2 separate regions of the Bombyx mori genome follow, and region 2 is linked to region 1. The links are chromatin contacts, called in public Hi-C maps. All regions are on one chromosome and are shown on one strand. Each heading gives the region's core, a stretch centred on a gene start, on an enhancer-like site or on the middle of the called end of the contact. The rest is flanking DNA. Distances are from core to core; before and after follow the strand shown.

The links. Hi-C and Micro-C count contacts between places; a contact is called where the count stands out from the background.
Region 2: a Hi-C map of posterior silk gland shows a contact between it and region 1, with 1.9 times the contacts expected there. The contact joins two enhancer-like sites. A contact is called at or near these places in 2 of 7 Hi-C or Micro-C datasets (middle silk gland and posterior silk gland).

What each region holds. Positions count from the first base shown.
Region 1 is chr25:10,215,570-10,223,116 of ASM3026992v2, forward strand. No RefSeq gene overlaps it. Among protein-coding and RNA genes, the nearest start is that of LOC119630565, 55 kb to the left of the region's middle. Within about 2 kb of position 4,807, at least 5 of the 8 cell types and tissues checked have open chromatin away from gene starts, as enhancers often do.
Region 2 is chr25:10,306,062-10,313,608 of ASM3026992v2, forward strand. No RefSeq gene overlaps it. Among protein-coding and RNA genes, the nearest start is that of LOC134201429, 6.1 kb to the left of the region's middle. Within about 2 kb of position 4,485, at least 1 of the 8 cell types and tissues checked has open chromatin away from gene starts, as enhancers often do.

The DNA.
Region 1 (7,547 bases), core at 3,557-6,056:
AAACTGTTTTTTGTTATCAAATGTGTAGGAGCTATAGTAGGTTTAGTGGATTATAATACTAATGGTTATTACTACTAAAATTAATACAAACAATACTAAAGCTGCATGTAACTATATTATTATTATTATTTGAAAATTTTAAGCATGGCACGCACCGTGATTAAGCGTCGCGGTCTAGGTAATATGTATGTATTCTGCTCAGCCGAATTTTCAGCCCCACTTTTTTCCGGTAGTACGAGATTAAATAATGCGAACCTCTCAAGTAGTTTATGAAATACGTACCTACTCAACAAATGTTCTCGATTGACTTCCACGGTGAAGGAATAGCATCGTGTAATAAAAATCAAACCCGCAAAAATATAATTTGCGTAATTACTGGTGGTAGGACCTCTTGTGAGTCCGCGCGGGTAGGAACCTCCACCCTGTCTATTTCTGCCGTGAACTAGTAATGCGTTTCGGTTTGAAGGGTGGGGCAGCCGTTGTAACTATACTCGAGACCTTAGAACTTATATCTCAAGGTGGGTGGCGCATTTACGTAGTAGATGTCTATGGGCTCCAGTAACCACTCAGCACCAGGTGGGCTTTGAGCTCGTCCACCCATCTAAGCAATAAAAAAAAGCTACCTACTTACAAGATTATTAAAAAAAGGGTGTTACAATTATTAGCCATTCCAAGTCACAATGTCTCTTAAGCGAGTTGTAGTCAGCTCAGAACGAGCTAGTCATTTTTCGATCTACAATACTAAAAAAAAGTATTCAATAACTAAAATTAATTCTAGTAGATTTTTTTTTATTGCTTAGATGGGTGGACGAGCTCACAGCCCACCTGGTGTTAAGTAGTTACTGGAGCCCATAGACATCTACGACGTAAATGCGCCACCCACCTTGAGATATACCTAAGTTCTAAGTTCTCAATATAGTTACAACGGTTGCCCCACCCTTCAAACCGAAACGCATTACTGTTTCACGGCAGAAATAAGTAAGTAGGGACCTGACCTTTACTCAAGAACTCCTACCACCGTCTCGCATATTTTATGCATCATCATCATCAGTTTATAGCAGTCCACTGCTCGACATAGGCCTCTCCAATTGCTCGCCACTGAACACGATTCTCGGCTTCTCTCATCCAGCTCTTTCCAACCACCCTGCATAGATCGTCACTCCACCGAGTCTTTTATTGTCACTACATTATTGTCGAAGTTTCGATTACTTTACAGTTCTCGTGGTCGCGAAAGGTTAATCTATCTATATATATAAAAATGAATTGCTGTTCGTTAGTCTCGCTAAAACTCGAGAACGGTTGGACCGATTTAGCTAATTTTGGTCTTGACTTACTTGTGGAAGTCCAGAGAAGGTTTAAAATGTAAATAAATATGAAAATGCTCGGAATTAAATAAAAATAACAATTTTGTTTTCCCTTTGATGTGTCCCCTGTCGGACGGATTCCTTTTGTTTGTTTAAAGTTTATTTTATATAAAATTTTAGTTCTTTTTTTTTATCGATTGAGGCACTACGAAGTCTGCCGGGTCAGCTAGTTTAAAATAAATACAGCATGACACTGGTTACACAAAATGTGTTCGGAATTAGAACACAAATTTTTCGAGAATGACTTTTAGTGCTGATGTGAAAAGAAAGTTGTAGTTTTTATACTAATTCGAATTTAAAACAGCCAAAAATAATATAAGAGTATGAATGCAAAAAAGGTTTTTTAATCAAAATCTTGAGAGAATTTCTGGTACTGTTATTATACAAATGTTCGGTTTGATTTTCATCCTTCGAGAAAGCGGTAATTTATTTAGTGAAAAAAAAGAAGGATTAGCAAGAATAAAATTCTATTTAATTCTAATTAGCATTTTCGTGAGTTATCGGACGTGATATGAGTAAGACGCCTGGTATGACGATTGACGCGATTATTTATAGGCTTACATTATCTGACATAAGATATTTTCGAGTAGGTATTAGGTACATGTGAATAGTCAAAGAGCTTCGCGATGATAAATAAATAAATAAAAATAAATAAATATTCCGTGCTAAGTTCGTAAAGAACTTGTGTTACAGGTACCAGATAGCGGAAAAATAAATATAAGATTTTTATTATACACATACATATATTTAATAGACATCCATAACCCTGGAAAATACATTTATATTTATCATACAAATATCTTCCCTTGGCGGGATTCGAACCCGCGACCCCCTTGTGTAGTGACCATGTCACTTACCACTACACCAGACGGCCGTTAAATATAATGGAATAATGTCACGTAAAAAAATATCATTTTTTTTTTATTTGCGTAATCACCGGTGTTACAGCATATGTAGTTCGCTCGTTAAGTTCTTGCTCGTGCGTTCGGGTTTGACGGGCGGATTAATACAGTAAAATTGTGACTTATATATCGACACCTACTGGGTGATTGAAAAAAAACGTCCGGAACGGGAGTTATCGTATGGTTCCTGTGTACGAAAAATTTCGATAATTGTCATTTTATATAATAAAGATCATCACATTACATCAATACCAAATATTTTTTTTTAAATTACGTTTATTAATTCATTATTAATTATTAGAACTCGTCGATCAGGACGAAGAGTTCGACGTGTGAACTAACCAATAGAAACAGCCCATCGAGTTTCTCACCGAATTTTCTCAAAGGATCGCTATTCCGATCCGGTGGTAGAAAGCAAGTTAGCAAATTCTCTCAGGTTGAGTCCGTGGGCTCACCTACACATCCACACGTAGCTGGAATATCCCCTTAGATTACCAACGAATAGGCAGGACTAAAAAAACAAACTTAAATAATTTTAACAATAAAGAAAATCGTCTTCTATAAAACATTAAAACATAATGACAATATCATTAACGTGGCTGCAGTCAATTATATGTGCGTTATTATGAATAACTCAAAAACTTAGTCGTGGTGAGATCTTAATAAATTCACTACACGACAAGCACCAATTTTCAAATAAAATAAAAACAAAATACGTGGTCCAAGAAAAAAGGTCTGAAGTAACACAGATAAAAACAGTCGAATTGAGTACCTCCCTCACTTTTGAAGTCAGTAGAAAAATAGGTTTTTTTTAATAACATGTATACATAGGTATTGATTGATGCTCACATCAAAACACATTTAAACAATTTACTAACCAAAATCCGGTTGCAATTACTTAAGATGTGTCCATACATTTAATTGAAATTTCTACTTTAATGAAAGCTCTTTAAATGAAAAATTCCTATCATCAGGAAAGGACAGAGTGGTCTGAGGTGTCAGTTTAAAGTAGAACGTTATCTCTTCACGTGGGTATCGTAACGGCGACTAAGAGATTCGCTGGAGAATTAGTAGGGACATTCCAGTCAGCGCGTAATTGGGATAGCCCCTTAACAACAACAAAGAAGTATAAGAAGGTGGTAGGAGTCTGGTCTGGAGGTGGTCTTGTCAGTCCGCATGGGTAGGTAGCACCACCCTGCCTACTTCTGCCGTGAAGCAGCAATGCGTTTCGGTTTGAAGGCTGGGGCAGCCGTTGTACTGTTAAAACTGAGACCTTAAAGTTCATGTCTCAAGGTAGGTGGCCGTATTTACGTTGTATCAACCGGAATTTATAGGTAGGACGTATTGTAAGCCCGGACAGATAGCTACTACTACTACTAACTTCCTACTGCGTTTGGAGCTGAGGGATTTTAAAGAATAGGATAGCTGTTACAATTAAAACTTTAACCTCATGCCTAAAGCTGGCATTCGTGTTGTGATGTCTATGGACTCCGGCAAACTCTTGACACCGGGTGGGCTGTGAGCTTCCCCGATATAAGAAATGAAAATACCTTTAATACTGAATTAATAATATCTTAACTAGAAAGCTTAGCGCGGGAAACCGTAGATACAATGATAAGAACTCGGGTCCACAGCAATTCCCGGGTGCAATTGTAACCCCTGGCATTGTTGAAGTCCATGGGCGACAGTAACCACTCCCCAACAGGTCAGCCGTATGCTCATCTGCCCACAAGGCCAATAATAATTATTTTTTAAGTATTTTGAGTTAAGGTTTTTGTAGTTATTTTTCTGTCGTAACACATCAGAATATCATAGTATAATTCTCTTGAATGTGTCATTTTTATTTAAAATCATGAAAAAAAAAAGTTGCTCACTTCTAAAAATGTTTATTTCTAATTTTTTTTAATACGTTTACTTCAGGTAGTTTCTATTTGAAAATGTAATTTAATTATAAAACTATAGGGTACAAAATCTTATATCAAGATTCGATGGTAATGTTTCAATTGTCAAGTTGAGAAAGAGTGTTTCTAAGCTAATTAATTCTGCTGACAACACTAAAAATCGTAGCTACTTAACGAAAAATAAAATCGATTGACGAACAGTTCAGAAAAACACGCTGAACCGTTTCCTATTTGCCTATTTATTAAAACGATATAAGCTCCCAATACCAATAAAAACATTACTAGTACAGTAAAATGCTTGGTATAAATGGACGATTAAGTCAAAATTAATACTAGACTTCAGCGGCCGTCGGCAACATGGCGGCCACTATCCACAACCCCCGCCCCGCGTCATCTAACACCCCCCCCTCGCCATGAGATATTGCTTTTTTGCGAGCGAGCGAGACATTCCACACCCCAGTGTTTTGCATTCTAAAATATTTTCGAACACGTTTACCCTCGTTCAATATTCGGCTTTAAAGCAGTAAGCAAAGAGTTCAAATTTCTATGTAGCGACGAAAGCGCTGACGTCCTTATTGTATGAGTATTGTTGAATGAAAATTGTGAAAAACCGAAAGGGATGGATAGAGGCGTCTCGGGCGGGGCCCAAGTTTTCGTGAGTCGTTCGTAGCTTAGATGTTGTACTGCTCGCACGATTGCATCGGCAACGCGTTAGTAAGGGACAGCGGGGTTTTTCGCGTTTTCTTTTTTTTGTTGGTCTTTATCTTGCGGGCGAAAAACCGATGCGTAGGGGGAGAGGCTCGGGCCGGGGGTAACGACCCCACAGTGCGTGTAACATTAGGGGGTAACACACGTACAGGAATAATACATATAGACGTAAAACGCTTTGTTCGGACAACGCGTGGTTGAAGCGTTTTCGAAAGTACTTACTTACCTGTAATACGAAATAATTACGATCAAAAATCATTAACGTTTTTAAACCCATCGAAAATGATGAATGTTTGTTTTAAAAACGGCATACAGGTTTTTGATCGTAATTAACAGTTGCAATGCGAGTTTCAATTATACGCTATTTCGGGTAAAGCAAACCGAATATACCGAAAATGATGTTTTGTAATGTTGTATGATTAAAAGCATGCACACTAAAAGTTTTGGGTTAGTTAAATACGAATTTACAGTTTAATTATTGGTATTTCCATCGGTAGGTTGTTTGTAAAAAATCTACGTTGAAGTTACGTAAAAGCTAACAAGGAAAATGTTTGTCTATTTAAGCTTTAAGCTTTGTCGGGATCTTTTTTTTTATTTTTTTATTGCCATTGTAAGCAGACGAGCATACGGCCCACCTGATGGTAAGCGGTCACCGTCGCTCATGGACGTCAGCAATGCCAGGGGCAGAGCCAAGTCGCTGCCTACCGTAAAATCTGCGGCGGGTTTGTGTGTTAAAGAAGTCTTTTTAATACGCTTTTATTAGCTTCATACGTATGTTAGTATGTAACGGAATCTTTGATCATGATTTTAATCCCTTCAAAACGTCGGATTAACTCGAAATTTGTCGTACTTACCAAGGACCGACGTCAATTCAATATTAAACAGTTTGACCCGTTAGTTAGTTACTACAGTCAAAACAATAACTTAATTTGATCGCCTTCTTTTTTTCACCTGGCAAATTGGAAACTGTTGTATTTGCCTGAATGTACAATAATGAATAATTTATGATATAATATGCTACTAAAATTAAAAAATAAAAAATAGTAAAAAAAAAAATAACAAAAAAACACACTTTTATAGAAAATCCAACAAACAAATAGAAAAACAAATATTATAAAAAGTACTTCTCTTATTCCTTTAAAACTTGATAAATCAATAGATATTTTGACACACAAAGATATTTCAATGAAATGGTTAATATTTCATATTGCCTAATAAATAAAATCTAATAATTCTAACATAAAGTAGCATTGAAGTCGTCGTGACCTAAAGGATAAGACGTCCGGTGCATTCGTATGTAGCGATGCACCGGTGTTCGAATCCCGCTGGCGGGTACCAAATTTTCTAATGGAATACGTATTTAACACATGTTCACGATTGACTTCCACGGTGAAGGAATAACATGGTGTAATAAAAATCAAACCCGCAAAATAATAATTTGCGTAATTACTGGTGGTAGGACCTCTTGTGAGTCCGCACGGATAGGTACCACCACCCTGCCTATTTCTGCCGTGAAGCAGTAATGTGTTTCGGTTTGAAGGGTGGGGCAGCCTTTGTAACTATACTGAGACCTTAGAACTCGTATCTCAAGGTGGGTGGCGGCATTTACGTTGTAGATGTCTATGGGCTCCGGCAACCATTTACACCATGTGTGCGGTGAGCTCGTCCACCCATCTAAGCAAAAAAATAAATATAAAAGCAAAAATACCGACCACAGCAAACGATGTCATATTCTAATCGTTTTTAATATTATTGTTTAAATAATATTGGTTTCGAAAACACGGTTACCTCATTCTTTGTTTTGACCACAAATGACGTCACCCGTACGTAGTGAAGATTCGTCGTGCCCGAAATTTCTAAAATTTTCGCGACATTTTAAGATACGTGCCGTTGGAACCCTATTCTATTTTAAACTGTACGGACGAAACAAAACTACTGACTGAAAACGTGTACACTGTATAAAAATTAAGATAACAAAAATTAATATTCAAGAAGGGTCATCCGTGAGAACCGCGGGTCAGAGGTCACGCTGACCTGCTCAGAATGAGATCACCTTTAACCCTACGTGTGCCGACAATAAGAATAGCCCTGATAGATACTGCGTATTTGCATGAAGCGAAACTCGAGAAGGGCATTATTTAAATTTTCACTAATATTATGCGGCTTAACTTTAAATACGGCTTCTAACGAAAGCCGTGTAGACTGTCCTTAATTATTTGTACACATTAGTTCTTTCTTGTACTTTTTTTTTCTTTTTTTTTCCTGCCTATTCTCTAATAGCCTAAGAGGCTTCCAGCTACGCCCAGAAGTGTTCTTGAAGTGATTTCATTTGTTTATAGTAAATTCGTTTATCTTATTTGAGGTTGTGCATTTGTATAATGTAAGAGTCCGTCACATTTTTTGCTAAAAAAGCATAAAAAACTTGTCGAACGGCTTAAAACGACGCTAAGTTTTTGGTTGGGTTCGATCAAAAAACACAATTTAAATGTTTTCACTGATTTGGTGTTAAGTTTATTTTTATAGCTTAGATGTGTTAAGTGGTTACTGGAGCCCATAGACATCTACAACGTAAATGTGCCACCCACCTTGAGATATAAGTTTTAAGGTCTCAAGTATAGTTACAACCGCTGCCCTACCCTTCAAACCGAAAAGCATTACTGCTTCACGGCAGA
Region 2 (7,547 bases), core at 3,235-5,734, 90 kb after region 1:
GAGCGGTGTACCGCCAGAACCAATATTTACTCGCGATCAGTCGACACTTCGTAGCGATTGACGTCCTTTTGTCGATAACTCGATATGAGTACACGTATCGATTGCAGAATCGATATTTAAAATTGAGACGGCTGGTAAAATAGTAATGTTTGAAACATTAGTGATGTTTACTGTTTAAAGTATGCCTATTGATACTCTTTACACTTTTTTACTAGCGTCCCTATGAATTAGCGTCAACTTAAAGTCTACAGTATAGATTCAATTAGCTTTATTTCGTAGGAAGCATTTATAAAAAACAGTCTTACAATGTCATGGTGAAATGCCCAAAGCATTTGAAGTCACGACGATCATTAAAAGAACAAGGTAAGTAGAAGCGTAATTAAATTTTGATATTTAAATATAAATTGTAATTAATTAAATATGCATTAAAAAGGTAAATACAAAATATTTAAGAAATAATTCGTTATGACCTTTATTGCTAAATCTATCAAGGATTAGTGCAATAATGTGCTTGTGATGAATTGATTACAGTTTAATTGTTTAATTAGTTAAATTCGTTTTGCTAGTTGTTATCTTTTTATCTTGGTAACATTTCCTGTTTTTTTAACTAAAATGTTTGTATGTAATTTCACATGGGAAACCAATCATAATCACAATACAGCTGTATTATTTCACAAAACTACACAGTATCGATTACTATAAATTGATATTCGATCAATATTGGGCATGGACAAGTTCACTATCAGCTGCTCTAAAAAAACAAAGAGAATTCAAATATTACTGGCCAGTAGAATTATTATATGATATTTAAAAATAGTCAGTTTAATAAAAAGGTTTTGTGAAAATTTGAGTTCTATATTGTCTGTTCTTCTACTGTGCGAGTTTTCTATAAATCAAAATTCAAATGTAGGCATGTGTTTTACCATAAATATGTTGGTAAAATTTTAGTATTACATAAAATTAGGTATATTTTGTACATCTATATTCTTTTAGTTTAATTTAACGTAAGTATTTTCATACATAGCAAGTAAACGGAAACAAATTGCCTACTAATTAAGGTCATTAAAGTTTCCACAGATGTATGTACCTTAAAAAGCAGAAATTTTTGTGATTAAACAAATGCGAGTAAAAGTGTTTTTAACCATTAGATTAATGATTAAAAATAAACATTAATGACTGAAAGTGATTGTTAGGTAATCAAATTAAGATTTTTAATGAATGCGAAAAAAAGAATAGTAATTTAAAAGCATGCAAAATCAGCGGCCATCTTTGAATACGAAGCGTGCGAGGCGTCACAACATTTTACACAAAAAGGCCCAAGTACGAGACCATTATACATAGGTACCTATTATGCGGGAGAAACTGGTGATTAAGTACTCGACTGCATGCGTTGTGAAATAGGCCATAACCCATTACGTTTAAAGTGTATTTTTCTGTAGGTGTTTCGACGTGTTTTTTTGCTTTGTGACGCAGGGAACGCGAAGCATTTAGCCGGCCCACCCTCGCTGCGCGAGATTTCTTACAGGGAACTGTATTATTAATATCCCTAGGGTTGTGCTCAGAGAAATGGCGGACCTTAAAAGCGAACCCCTTATATTTTATGGCATTACCAATTTGCGTAGAGTATTTCGGTATAACAATTCCGAACGTTTTTTTAAAATACTATTATTATACATTTGTATTAAATTGAAGCCATTTTTTGATAAGTTTATTAATAAATATATCTATTTACTAATACTTGATTAGACTTCTGAAGCTTGATCTGTGTGTATGATATGATATGTGTGATTTTTTATTATATTTATTTTTTATTATGTTTTAATTCTCACTGTCATATTTTATAGCAGTCAAGATGGAAGTTCAGTATGTTTTAGACAAACAAATACATTACTCCCTTCCCATGATTCAAGGGAGCTTCAGTTACCTTTAGTCATGTAAAATTGTTACGAAAAATAACCAATTATGTAAACCTATAGTTCTGCCTAGAGACATCGTTTCGATATAGATGTATACATATGTACATACACTTAGGCTGTAGGTTGTCCGTCATCTAGTATTTGGTTTTGTAAAAACAATTAATAATAATAAAACCGAATTCAACAAAATCAAAGAGAATAAATCAATTAAAAATGCATTATTAAGAATAACTCAAAATTACTTGTCAGATCTTGATCAAATATAAATGGGACCAAATAAGAATGATAAGGTTTCTTAATTTTTTGAAATCGATTAAAAATATAGAAATTAGGTACCTATCTACTTCACAAAATAAGACTGGCACGTTCGAAAAAGAAAAATTTTTTTTTGAAAAACAACGCTGACTCCCTGTATCACGTAGATATATCATCCACCTTATATTAACACAGATACATATTTAAATTCATTTGCCACACTTCCAACCAATCGTCAAATAGAAATACGAATAAATTAGACGATGTTTTTGTATACAATACAGCCCCTCGATCATAGAAAAAATAGACTCGCTGGTTAAATCAAATCATAGACGAGGGCTTTTTATATCAAATGTTACGGATAGGGGTTACGTTTATATGTATATTTTTATATGTAGTTAAGGGGATTTTTTCATTAAACAAAATCCAAAGTTTTCATGTAATAACTAACAACAGAGTATATATATTTTTTTCTTGACCCATAAAAAGTCGGTTTTGTCAAATTGATGTTAAATATAATTTTTAGTCCAACAATAACAATTTTAGATAAAATATTGAAAATTTATAAAAATGGGCGCCAAAATCGTGTTTTTTTTAAGGGATTTTATGACCTGGTAACTAAGACCTTTAATTCATGTCTTATTTTAATTTATATTCTTATTTTTATGAAAAATGATAATATGGAGTGAAATGAAATGAAGATGATCAATTTGAGACATTAATCAACTGGGATGAAATTAGATGAAATGAGATGATATGTGATGAAATATAATCTTAGTAAAATGGTGGTGATTTACTAAGATTTTTTCAGTGGACTTTTTGGAGGATCCCGCGAAGTTACGTCCAGCGGCTTTGTTTCATTTTCCCACATTTGTGCACTTTCACATATTATTATATTAAACAGTTAATAGACCACCATTATTACACATTTAAACCCGAAGAAACACTAAATAGACAAAATAAAACAAATCACACAACTTCATTCCTCGCGTTCCCGCCAAAAATCCAGAATCGTGATTTTGTTATTTTTTATTTAGGAGATTTTATGACCTGGTAACTGAGACCTTTAATTCATGTCTTATTTTAATTTATATTCTTATTTTTATGAAAAATAATAATATGGAGTGAAATGAAATGAAAATGATTAATTTGAGACGTTAATCAACTGGGATGAAATTAAATGAAATGAGATGATATGGAATGAAATTTAATCTTAGTAAAATGGTGATCATTTACTAAGATTTTTTCAGTGGACTTTTTGGAGGATCCCGAGAAGTTAAGTCCAGCAGCTTTGTTTCATTTTCCCACATTTGTGCACTTTCACAGATATTAAACAGTTAATAAACCACTATTATTACACATTTAAACCCGAAGAAACACTAATCACACAACTTCATTCCTCGCGTTCCCGCCAAAAAATCCGTGATTAAGTGAAAAATGCACAGATAATATAAGAAATGCGCATATGCGTTTCGTTTCACACTATGAAATCTTGAACATCCTCCCGGGCGCAATGCTTTCAGGAATCACTTTCGTTAATAGGTAACATGCACAATTTGCTGATGGCACGTCGAATGAAACTTAATCTAGTTTTAATATCTGCTACGAGGACTTTTCAATTCAACTGTATTTTATGCGTGTTACTACGGAACTTTTTTCTAGGTGTACCTTTTGTCTCATTTAGCCCCAATTTTAAGTTATCCTTAATAATTCATATTCAATTGAATACATATTCAATTACTGGTGGTCGGAACTTTTGTGAGTCCGCACGGACAGGTACCACCACCTTGCCTATTTCTGCCGTGAAGCAGTAATGCGTTTCGGTTTGAAGGGTGGGGCAGCCGTTGTAACTATACTGAGACCTTAGAACTTATATCTCAAGGTGGGTGGCGCATTTACGTTGTAGATGTCTATGGGCTCCAGTAACCACTTAACACCAGGTGGGCTGTGAGCTCGCCCACTCAAATAAGCAATAAAAAAAAATTGACTTCGACTACTTTGATGAAATTCGTATTTTATTCTGAAAGCAGTTTCCTTTTTTGGATTATGTTTAAATGATTTGACAAGTGATTTGCACCACGCTTCGAGATAGACTATGATGATAGTAGAATACTATTGTGCTGGCACTATGCCCCCGAAGTGGGTCTTGGCCTCCGATAATAAACCTCGCCATTCGTCCCGGCACTACACAACACCTTGCCAGTCCGACATTTGGAGCTCACGTAAATTTCCTCCCACAGTGTCAGACCAGCGGTACTTGGGCCTCCCTACGGGGTGGCGTCCCTCCAGTACACCCGCGTACACCTGTTTCACAGCCCGATCCTGCTCCATATGCACTACAAGGCCGGGCCATCCGAGCCTCCGCACCTTTATCTCCCCTAGAATATTTAACTCACCAAAAAGCCTTGTTTTTCCAGATGTGCCAAGAACCGCCATCTCTCTGAACTAGTCCTAGTATCTTTTTCAGTACCTATCCTCGGCACCGAAACCTGTGGAACGCTATAGTGGATGATCAAGATGTCAGGGGCAGCACCCGTCGACGACGATAGTAATACTTCGCCCATCCAAAAAGCTAGCGATCCACTTGCAAAGTTTCTCGAAGAATCCGTAAGCTGGTAGCTTCGAATAGGCCAGAGACAGAGGCTCACAGAGAGAGCCTCCTCTTGATTTCCATGGTTTCAGCCGACCTATGAGTAAGATATACTTTAAAATCCCCAGCGGCAGTGACCGAAATCTGTACTGTCGGTGACTAATAAGCTCGAGTTCCTAAAACGAGTTCCTACATTAGGAGTAGCATATTTTTTTATTCACTCTATCATCTTGGAAAGCGAAGAAGTTTTCATGATAGGCTTCTACTTTGAGTGGTCCGATCGTTCATCCTTCTTGGGGACAAGGTGGAGGTAAAGCAGTCTTCGACGAAGACGGAACCCTCTTAGTGCTATAAGGGCCTATGTTTTCAAAACGACTACAGGGATGCAATCTGCTTAGTACGTGCATTGTGTGCAGCAGATCTTGGGCAGAGAGCTATCACACCATGAGGTATTTAGTGGTGTTGTTCCTCTGTCATCTATAGTCGAGTTGGATGCGAAGAGTTTGAGTAGAAGGTCAGAATTCTTTTTCGCACTATGGGCCAGGCAGGCCGTTATTGAACTTGCGTAGTGGTGGAAGACTAGACCGGCAAAAGTTTCTTCTTGCAGTCTTGGTGAGCGATAAAAAAGCATGGCTTTTTTTTTATTACTTAGATGGGTGGACGAGCTCACAGCCCACCTGGTGTTAAGTGGTTACTGGAGCCCATTGACACCTACAATGTAAATGCGCCACCCACCTTGAGATATAAGTTCTAAGGTCTCAAGTACCTAGTCAGTTCATAAATTCTGTCACATGTTTAATGTAAAATAATTGAAACAAGTTTATTCATTATGTAACCATTCATATACCAAAATGAACTTAACAAAACATAGATTCTTATGACACTAAAGTTTATTCAAAATGACCTCCGTGATTTTGAATACAGGCCTTCAATCTGCGCGGCAGTCGTCTATCGCAGCACGAACGAGGTCCATATCAATATCGGCGGCTGCCTTAATCAAGGATGTCTTGAGCGACTCCAAATTGGGATGAGGCTTTGAGCACGCCTTTTCCTCCAAGTGTTGCCATATCTTGTAATCTAACGGATTGAAATCTGGACTGGAGGAGGGCTAGTCTTCGTGCCGGATGAAGTCGATTTCACGCGCCGCCAGCCAGTCTTGTGTGCTCTTCGCTCTATGAGCTGGCGCCGAATCTTGTTGGAATACCCAGTGCCTGTTATTGAACATGGTATGAGCAACAGGTGCCACAAGGTTCGTCAGGACTGTATTTTGATACACAACTGCATTCGTTTTTACACCTTTCTCACAAAAATGTACCTCTGTTAAGCCCCAATAAGAAACTCCCAACCATACCATGAGCGAGGATGGAAAATGACCTCGTTGGACACGCGGAATACGGTTGCTCGCTTCTTCACTACTGTGTGCGTACACCTTATCATTTTGTTTGTTGTAGCTCTCTTCTACGGTAAAATTTTTTTCATCCGAAAAAAGAATTTCCCGATATTTTTTTCCCGCGTACCACTTCAACAAAGCGCGGCATCTCTTCAGTCTCAGGTCCATTAGACGAGCATTCAAACAATGTCCTGTTTTTCTTCAATATGCCCGAAGCCCTAAGTCTTCATTTAACACCCTTTTCACCGTGGTTCTGCTTAACCCCATCTGAAGGGCCAACAGTTTCTGCTTACGTTTGGGATTTATTTGAATTCGCGCCTTCACAGCTTTTATCACTGCTGGAGTCCTAACAGACCGAGGGCGACCACTTCTTGACCTGTCATCTACACTAGAGTCTTCATTGTATCGTTCGATGGTACGATAAATGAATCTTTTGGTTATATTAAAAATTTTCAGTATGTTAAAAATTTGAATTGGTGCGTAACCGCAACGATGCAACGCAATAACTGCAACACGGTCTTCTTTAAGCGTCCACTCCATATTTAAAAATGAGTAAAATTATAAAAGTTATACATTTTTATTTTCATGAACAATTCGACATTCGAATTCATTAAACGTTTTTGTGGCCAGCATTCTAAAAGAATTTTTTTTACTGTGTGACAATACTTATGACCTGACTAGTTATAGTTAAAACGGCTGCCTCACCCTTCAAACCGAAACGCATTACTGCTTCACGGCAGAAATAGGCGGGTGGTGGTACCTACCCGTGCGGACTCACAAGAGGTCCTACCACCAGTGATTACGCAAAATATGATTTTGCGGGTTTGATTTTTATTACACGATATTATTCCTTCACCGTGGAAGTCAATCATGAACATTTTTTAAGTACGTATTTCATTAGAAAAATTGGTACCCGCCTGCGGGATTCGAAAACCGGTGCATCGCTACATACGAATGAACCGGACGTCTTATCCTTTAGGCCACGACGGCTTTCGGAAGATAGCTAGCTATACAGTCTAGCATTTTGGCAACGTGTTTTGACTTCATGTTGGTATTTGCGCTCTTGTACGACCTGAAAGCGACGTTAAATTTTCGCCTTTCCTTTCAGACTTTATGGCGTATTCAACTTGATATCTCCTGACATCACTCCATACGCATTGTACCTGTGTCACACTAAACACGAATCTAACAGTCGTCCCCTATGGGCCACGAGGGAGATGGATCCGGAGGTCGCGTTTCTGATCCGATGGTAGATTCTGCGAAGCACTGCTCTTGCCAGGGCCAGTGTTACTAACACTCTCGGTTTGAGCCCCGTGAGCTCACCTACACGTCAAGGAGAAGCTGAAATAGCCTCTCAATCAGGATAGGATATCATGATAGGTAGGGAAAAAAATGG